Regions from separate parts of the Zea mays genome. Here region 1 is linked to region 2. Evidence: chromatin contacts called from public Hi-C data. All regions are on one chromosome and are shown on one strand. The core of a region is the stretch at or near the end of the contact, and the rest is flanking DNA. Distances in the headings are between cores, read along the strand shown. Region 1 holds the start of LOC100381483 (RNA-binding (RRM/RBD/RNP motifs) family protein). Region 2 holds the start of LOC103632177.

Region 1 (4,354 bases), core at 1,121-3,620, 230 kb after region 2:
CAAGACACAAACAAAGAGATCAAATCCTCTCCAAGTCCGGAATCACTCCAAACAAACTAGTGACTAGAGAGAGACTTTTGTGTTCTTTTGAGCTCTTGCACTTGGATTGTTTTTCTTCTTTCTCATTCTTGTTTCCATAACACTTGTAATCAAAACAAGAGACACCAATTGTGTGGTGGTCCTTGTAGTGGACTTAGTGTCCCATTTGATTGAGAAGAGAAGCTCACTCGGTCTAAGTGACCGTTTGAGAGAGGGAAAGGGTTGAAAGAGACCCGGTCTTTGTGACCACCTCAACGGGGAGTAGGTTCGCAAGAACCGAACCTCGGTAAAACAAATCACCGTGCCATCCATTCTTATTTGCTTGTGATTTGTTTTCGCCCTCTCTTTCGGACTCGTTTATATTTTTAACGCTAACCCGGGCTTGTAGTCGTGCTTAAGTTTATAATTTTCATATTCCGCCTATTCACCCCCCTCTAGGCGACTTTCAGAACCCAACTGCCATATAAGGGGGTATTTGATTTCTATGAACTAATTTTTAGTTTCTCTATTCTAGTCGCTTGTAGCCGAGGGTGCTTGGGCCATGTTTGTTTTCCTCTTAGATTATATAAGGTAGATTATGGTGGAAGGATAAGAGGGTAAAATATCACTTTGAAAATATAAATAAGCTGAAATAAGCTAGTATTGGGTCACTTATTTCTGCTTATTTGTAACCCTAAAGTGATATTTTACTCTCCTATCCTTCCACCATATTCCAACTTATATAATTTAGGAGGGAATCAAACACACCCTTGGTTTCTAAGGACTAATTTTTATTTCATCCATTTTATTTTATTTTACTCCCTAAATTATTAAACATAGAAACTAAAATATAGCTTAAGTTTCCATATTTGATAATTTAGAAACTAAAATAGAATAAAAACTAAAATACAATAAAACTATAAGGACTAAAAATTAGTCTTTAGAAACCAAACACCCTCTAAATTGGCAAACACATAGACTAGATTTGTAACACCCCGTCCAATCCCTGGACCGGTGGTACTTACTTCTGGCAGCTCACTAGGATCATATATTGTCCTCATATACCAACACTGGTCTTTTGTGCACACTTTGTCCTTACTCATGCGCACCCGAGAAAACTTATCGGTCGGTCACCCATTCCAAATTACTCCAAGCCAAGCATGCTTAACTTGGAGGTTCTTTCGAGATAGGCGTCCGAAAAAGAAGATGCACCTTGTTGGTATGGATACTCTATTAATTCTATTAAGCCTTGGGCCAGGACATCACCATCCCAGTATACTCAAGCCCCTAACCCACACACGTACGTGAAACCGCGAGGGTCGGCTCTAATACCACTTGTAACACCCTATCCAATCCCTGGACGAGCGATACTTACTCCTACTAGCTCTCTAGAATCATATATCGTCACCACAGACCAATAGGGGTCTTTTGTGCACACTTTATCCTCACACATGTGCACCCGAGAAAACTTCTCGGTCGGTCACCCATCTTAAATTGTTCCAAGCCAACCACGCTTAACTTGGAGGTTCTTTCGAGATAAGCTTCCGAAAAAGAAGATGCACATTGTTGGTATGGATACTCTATTAATTCTATTAAGCCTTGGATCAGGACATCACCATCACAGGGGTCAGGATATCACAAAATTAGAGATGATCCCTCTTTTAGACCCTGTGTTTGACAATTTAGAAACTAAAATGTACTAAAATGAAAATCATCTAAGAAACCACGTTAAAATAGTCAAGAACCTATTTTATCCACTTTTGAAAGTTAAGGTACATTTGTTGTTCGAGTGGGTTTTCTAAACAGTAATCGAATGCCTTGAGGGTAACTTTTGAAAATCCAATGCCCACTTTTGAAATTGGACTTCAGCCTAGCTCTAGCAAAAGGCGCTAAAGGCTCCTTTATCCTAAAGGTATAGGATCAAACGGTCCTCCACGCTCTCCAGGCTCCAGCAGTGTCCTCTAAATTTAGAGGACGCTGTTAGATTATATATATAGTTTCTTTAAACCGTTCTCTATCCATTTGAATACTTTAAATAGCCAGTTTAGCATAACTAAAATATGTACAATACATTTAAGAATATGATAAATATGTATGTAAAAGAATTAAAAATATATTTGCATATAGAAGACCTGATTTATAGGACATTTTTAGAGAGGAATAAGATATAAAAGATAAAATCTTTTAGAGAAGAATGCAAACTAGGGATACTGAGAAGGAATATAGAGTACCTTGCTGGCCTCACTGATTTTGACGCCTGACTCGAATTTTTTCCCGCTCTCCAGGCCCACAGCCGGCCCCACATACGGGAACATCTTCGCCGTGCACTCTCTGTGTCTCCATCTGTCCTGTCACTCCTGTCTTGTCTCCCTTTTCTATTGTTCATTCACCCCCGTGCGCTCTCTCCCTGCCGTGGCGACGACTGGGCGACAGCCGCCGCCGCCGCAGTCGCAACCGTACACCAGGCGCCAAGGCCTTCTTCGGGACCTTCGCCGGCGGTGAGCACCGACTAGGTCTGCTAATGCCTTTTTCTTCCCTTGCTGCTGTGCGAAACCGAGCACCCAAACCCTAGGATATTTGGCACTCGGATTTTATCTAACTTCGGTTTTGGGACATGGTGGGCTTCTTTGGATCGATCATTAACCATGGATATTGGGGAAATGTGTTTATTTCCTCCTCAATCCTCTCCAATCCCCATGGGGAATGTGTGTATCTAAAGGAGTCCATAATGACAGAGAATTGAAAATATGTGAGACTTAGAAAGAGGCCCTGCTTGTGTCATGCCTACTAGCCTCGTTGTTTTTTCCTCCAAAATGTTCCGTATGTACCGTGTACATGTTTATACACATGCCATTTATTGAGTCTGTTCCTGCTTGACGAGGTGGTAGCTTGTGAAATTGGGGCCGAAAGCTGCTTCTTGCTAGGATATGCGTGTAGTTCCTTTTTGGGTTTGCGATCGTGTAGTTTTTTACTTATTGTGTTCTACAGATTCCTATTAGGTCCCATGTGAGCCTTTGCTGTGATGTTCTGTCATTATTCTTTCTTCCGAATGAGATTGCATCTCACCAATCTCCACACCATGACTCCATGAGATAATCACGTTATTGGGTGTTTTGTGCATCTGTGGAAAATTGAATTCCTTGAATGTTCTTCTTTGTTGGGAGTAGGAGTACAAATTTCTGCTTACTAATTCTATGAAATTCTGCTGTTTCAGCTGTTAAATTAGAGTATTGCAGGTCGACTTAGTTGGCATCTTGCATAATACAGCATTATCCGTTAAGATTTTTATGTTAGGTGATATATTGTGTCAGTCTGACTTCATTGTGTGTTTGATAAATCAAAAAGGGTCTTCTTGTGTTCTGCGTTTAGCCCTGAATAATATTATTAATATTTGTATTATTAACTCTACCATTTCAATTAAAAAACACAGGAGTATATTCTGTGCCAATGAAATGTCTGCCTCTGAAAACCAGGCTGCTGAAGCCAGAATGGACAAAAGTGCCATGAAAATTGGCCCAACTGGGAACAAAATCCGTATTCGTTTGCCATTATCACTGAGAAAGCGGTTGGCCGAAGGCCTTCAAACCATGAGCACAGGATTACCTGAGGATACAACAAAACACGCTGCTAAGGAAGTACCTGAATATACTGATGACACTGCCAAGGCTAATTTCATTGTCCCAGACCTGAATCTGACAATCGCTGCTGGCACGCAGGATAAAAGGGAAAGCATTTGCCCTGTAAGAAAAGGGTCATGTGAAGAGCGACACACGGACATTATGAGCAATGGGCTGCCTCCTGACAGCAGCGAAACAACAAAGAAGCAAGCATGTGTAGGAGCCATGGACAACACCCAAAGCATGGAACCTTCAATCACAGGAGTGCAAAGTGAAGTGGAAAAGAATAACTCCATTAAGAAACCCTGTGAACCTGCTAGTGAAAATATCTTAAGCAAGAAGCTACTCTATGAGACAAACAGCAATACCTCAAGGAAGAGAGTAACTGAAGAAGCTAAGATCAACAACCCAAGCAAGAACCTGAAAACCTCTGCAGTGAAGTGTGGAGAGGCAAATGACTGTTTCCTAACCAGACGGTCTGCTGATCAATCTAATGACAAGAAATTTAGCAAAAAACTGTGTAGCTCTGCGGTACAAGCTACTGACAGCTGCCAGAACATTTCTGGAATGAAACTTCCTACCTCTGTTGGCGTGGCTGTAGAACAAAGTACCAGCACTGCATTCTCGGAGGCCACAAAAGTGTATAAAGAGTTTGAGAAGCAGGTTAAGAGGACTGTATACCTTGACAACTTGTCTTGCCTAGCTACAGATGGAGTCAT
Region 2 (4,564 bases), core at 704-3,203:
AGTCTGCCGTTCTGCCGTCCCCAATTCCGCGCGCAGAAAAAAAATCAAACCGTGGCTGCTTAGGGATCAAACCTAGGATCTATTGAGCAGAATGCCTAGCCTTCCACCCTCTAGCCAACGTGACTCATGTTGAATTGTGTACAACTTCAACTAAGATGTCTTTTGTGTTTAACCCGCCGTCCACTCTGTATGCTCACTGAGTCTAGAAAAACATTTATAGCTTGGCCCCTGATCTTTCTGGAATTTGGGACGCAGTCCAGGAAATAAAGAAAATAGGGAAAAGGAGTTTAGAAATTGATTTTTAGTTTAAAAATAATTGCAGAAACTCATTTAATTCATGGAAATTTCATATTAAATCCAAATGAGTTCATTCTAATTTCTATAATTCTATAATATTATTTTTTATCACATAATACCTCTGTTTTGTCATGAAAACAACAATAAAATTGATTTTCTAATTAATCCTATATCAAATACATAGAAACTTTGGAAATTCGTAACTTCCCCATTTTAATTCCAAATTGAACCGTTCCAGTTGTGTTAGTCTCGTATGAATATTTACTACGTAGTAACAACATTGATTATACCATGTTTTATACTTTTATAATTAGATATTTATTTATCCTATGTTAATTGGGTTAATCTATGTCTATTGGATTAATTTATTTAATATATTAATACAGTATTCTAACTTTATGGTTATACGATGTTTGACCATAAGTCTTGCAAACACACACACTTACCTTTTTGTTTAACCAAAAGCGTATGGTGGTACGTGTCCGATGACTAACGATGTACGAGGGAATTTTTTCCGGTATGTGTGAAACATGCTCTCCAATAATGAGACCATGCAAATCGTGACATATATCGAAGTCTGTATGATACTGATGGTTGCAATGTAGTTGTGAAACGATAGATTATAAATAACAAAATTTATGTATGGTCAGAATCACAAATTGATTATGAAACATTTTCTCATAACGGTATAACACATATTTTGTATATAAGTTATCGTAGTATATTGGTATTATATATTTCCGTTGCAACGCACGGGCATTCAGCTAGTAAAGTTTAAATTTAAATGTTAAGTTAAAAACATAAATAATAACTCAATCATGTTTGATCCACATCGATGAGACGTTGAATTTGGAGCTGTTGATATGTAGCGAGGATCTTTAGTGGGAAATTCTGCAGAGAGAGATCTGACGCCCACGGTTGCTCGTCGGCGACTTGAGCCTCACCGGCCTGTTCCCCTCTGAGAAGAGCACACCAGGATTCAAGTGCGCAATTGCCGGGCGCTTCAATTCTACCATAGCAAAGACTAGTCAAGATTCAAGAAGACAACCGTATCAAAGACATGCATACCCTCCTTGCTCTATGTTACTCAATCACTATAGCTAAATACCAGTATGCGAGGTAAATCTTAAAAATTAAGTATTAGTCTACAAGAACAGAAGAACAAAAAAGAAAGGCATGCGTTGCGTGGCCACAAATTACTGATCTGTTATAAACATCATGCTGCATTTGAAACGTAAAGTCGTACGTTCTGCCTTGAACATATAATAAAAAAAAGAACACTAGGTAAAGTTGTTCTGTACTATTGTATCCGTAAACAAACCGGGCCGGCATGTCACATTTGAAATGTGCACTATGTTTCTTTTTTTTACAAAAAATCTAAGCTGTATGGTACATACAGCAAACCCATTGAACACCTGGCCACTACTGATGTCTTTTTTTGCAGAATAAGAAAGGCTGGTGATAACACCGGCGACTAAAAATCAAGGAAGACATTCGTTAGTGCTGGCTTTTACAAAGGTAATAAACAAGCAATCAAAGAGAAGGATATAGACAGTGAGGCTGGTGTGACCAGCACCAGCAATGGAGGGGCCACATGGAAAGAAAGCTCCCGGAGGAAGAATTAAGGGCGAACCTATTCTATTCTATATCCCCTTCAAGTTTCAAGCTAGGGGCCGGGGCTTTTTAAGGCAACGGTGGAGAGCGTCAGTGGCAGCAGCTCGTGGTCCGTCCGGGGTTTGCTGCTCCGTTTTCTTCAGAGCAGCGTCCATCCATGGAGAGGACGAAGAAACCATGCCTTGGTGTCGTCGCTCTGCTTCTCTTCCTGCTCCTGGCGTCGGCCGCCCATGGAGCTCAGCCTGCAGATGCCAAGGACATAGCAGGTATGCAGTTTTGCTCGTCTTCAGGGCTAATTAAGAGTATGCATGAGCTGTATCTTGTTTGTCTTCCATGTATACTATAACTTTTGCTTCTACAGCACTGCCGCTTGCTTTCTGTGATTCAGTTCGATTAGTGGAAAAAAAAACACTTGAATTGGAACACACAAAAAAGATCGTTCTGAAAGAGACAATGCCCTGCTGCACTGCACACCCTTGTGCTTTAAGAATTGCCTTTTCAGTTCTTCAGGAGTGCGTGCAAAGCATGGCTGGTCGAGGATAGGGAAGTAGCAACATAACCTTGTAAACTGAGTCATATATGTTTAGCTGATAGAATAAATACATTTGTATATATGCTTGGACACTAACAAGTAATATGAAATGATTATCACAGTGAAATGATTTGCTTTCTCAAATAACAAGTAATATGAAAATGCGGATGCAGTCTCGTGGAGGGGAACTGGTGTGTTCTAAATTACTAAGTTTACTATGATGCTGCTTCTATAGTATCAGCTGTAATATGATATAGGAAAGTGAGTCAACACCTGATATTGTTCAGTTAAAATAGTTTTGTGCCCTCTTAAAAAAGCTAGAAATACCCAAGAAGCCGGCCAGAAGCCGAAACAAACAGATCCATAGTTGTTTCTCGCAATCAAACAAAAAACAGTTCAGGTTGAGGCCTTAGTGCGGCAACCAAACTTATGCATGGTTCTGAAGAAAATGTGTACAACTCTGATGAAGAGAGACCCCCCAAAAAAATGAAACAAAAACAAACATATCTTGGACCCTGCTGAGGTGTCGAAACTCCAAATGCAGATCGGAGGCCCCTCCCTTCTCTGTCACAGATGCCCTGTCGGTCTGTTCTGTCCATGTGTGGTGAAAGATATGATTCCCTGCGTTCCAGGATGCCCCTACACACGTTAATTAAGCATACTCCAAGGACAGAAGAAAGCGATCCTGCACCAATACTTTATTCGCTGCTGCACACACGGCATCATGCACTACTCCAGAGTCCAAACAACAAAAGCTACTATAATATAGCTTGCTACCCTGATGACCTGATCAGTCCGGAGAGAGAGAGAGAGAGAGAGAGAGAGAGAGAGAGAGAGAGAGAGAGAGAGAGAGAACAGTTAAAAATCCTTGCAGAAAGAATCCACTTTGATGTTTCCATGGCCTCTGAATAGCATCATCTCAGTTAACAAACGTGCACCGTTGAAACAGTGTGTGCTTCCGTCTGCAGCAGGTGACGGCGACGGCGAGAGGGCCACGGTGAGGACAGGGCACGGGCACGGCTACAGCAGCAGCCACAGCGGCGGGCACCCGAGCGGCGGCACGCCCGAGCAGGGCGGCGCAGGGGTCGTCGATCCCCGTAACCTCAACGCCAGAAGCCACCACCGCCGTGGCGCGGCGACCAGGGCAAATGTATACTCTTCTTGGCTCGTCTGCACGCTTGTCGCAGGAGGTGTTATGCTGCTGCTTTGAGGTACTAGCTGGGAGATGACGTGTGATGCATGTACAAATTTAGGGGGTGTTTGGTTGCTCCTGCTAAAGTTTAGCTCGGGTCACATCAAGCGTTTGACTTTTAAATAGGAGTATGAAATATAGACCCAACCAACTGGACTAGATTCGTCTCGTCTTTTAATCTTCGGCTAACAAATTAGTTTTATAATCCGACTACATTGGCAACGTATCGTGTGCTCAAACCGCTACCGTACTCATATGCGCATATTAAATCTCGGCCATCTATCTCCCATCCAACGACAGCCGGCAATTTTGCAGAGAACTCCTCCCACCATCCTTGGCTGGCGTGGAAAGTTTTACATCTAGCTCCCTCCACCGTTTGGTTCAGGCGCAAATGGGCCAGGAGCAGCTCGCCGCCACCGTCCAGAGTTGCAAATGGATGCCCCCATAAATATTCAAGGATCTGTGCCTTATTACTGCTGAAAATAGCATTGTGCTCATATTTACAAAATACCTGAACATGCCTAAACATCTTGAACATATATATGAAGGCAATCGTGATTCACAATCCTGTGCATATATCCTGAACAGGGGACAATGCTGAACAGCCTGAAAATCCTGAACATCCTGAACAGTCTGAATAATGGTAAAAGAGCAGATTCTGAATAATTGAACATCCTCAACATTAAATCAATAATGGTAAAAGAGCAGATTATGAATAAGCACCAGAACTGTATTTTCAGATTACATTTTCAGTATGCAGAGTTTCACATTACAACCCAGAAAATATAAATAAGCACCAGAACTATCGCATAATCCACAAACTTAAAGATTTCATACAAACTTAAATGGAAAACACATGAAACCATCATCTATTCTGCTAGTGGCTGCTGTCTCGAAATTTTCAGCTTGCGAGGTTTGGGCAGTTCTTT

What was found. Hi-C and Micro-C count contacts between places; a contact is called where the count stands out from the background.
Region 1: a contact with region 2 is called in a Hi-C map of ear, with 5 times the contacts expected there. The contact joins the promoter of LOC100381483 here to the promoter of LOC103632177 in region 2. A contact is called at or near these places in 4 of 25 Hi-C or Micro-C datasets (ear, leaf and tassel).

What each region holds. Positions count from the first base shown.
Region 1 is chr7:27,747,212-27,751,565 of Zm-B73-REFERENCE-NAM-5.0, forward strand. LOC100381483 (RNA-binding (RRM/RBD/RNP motifs) family protein) reads left to right here and starts at 2,371. Exons shown (of 3, transcript NM_001174319.1): 1 at 2,371-2,516; 2 at 3,449-4,354. The coding sequence starts at 3,471.
Region 2 is chr7:27,516,528-27,521,091 of Zm-B73-REFERENCE-NAM-5.0, forward strand. LOC103632177 reads left to right here and starts at 1,954. Exons shown (of 2, transcript NM_001364218.1): 1 at 1,954-2,177; 2 at 3,412-3,688. The coding sequence starts at 2,069. The coding sequence ends at 3,653.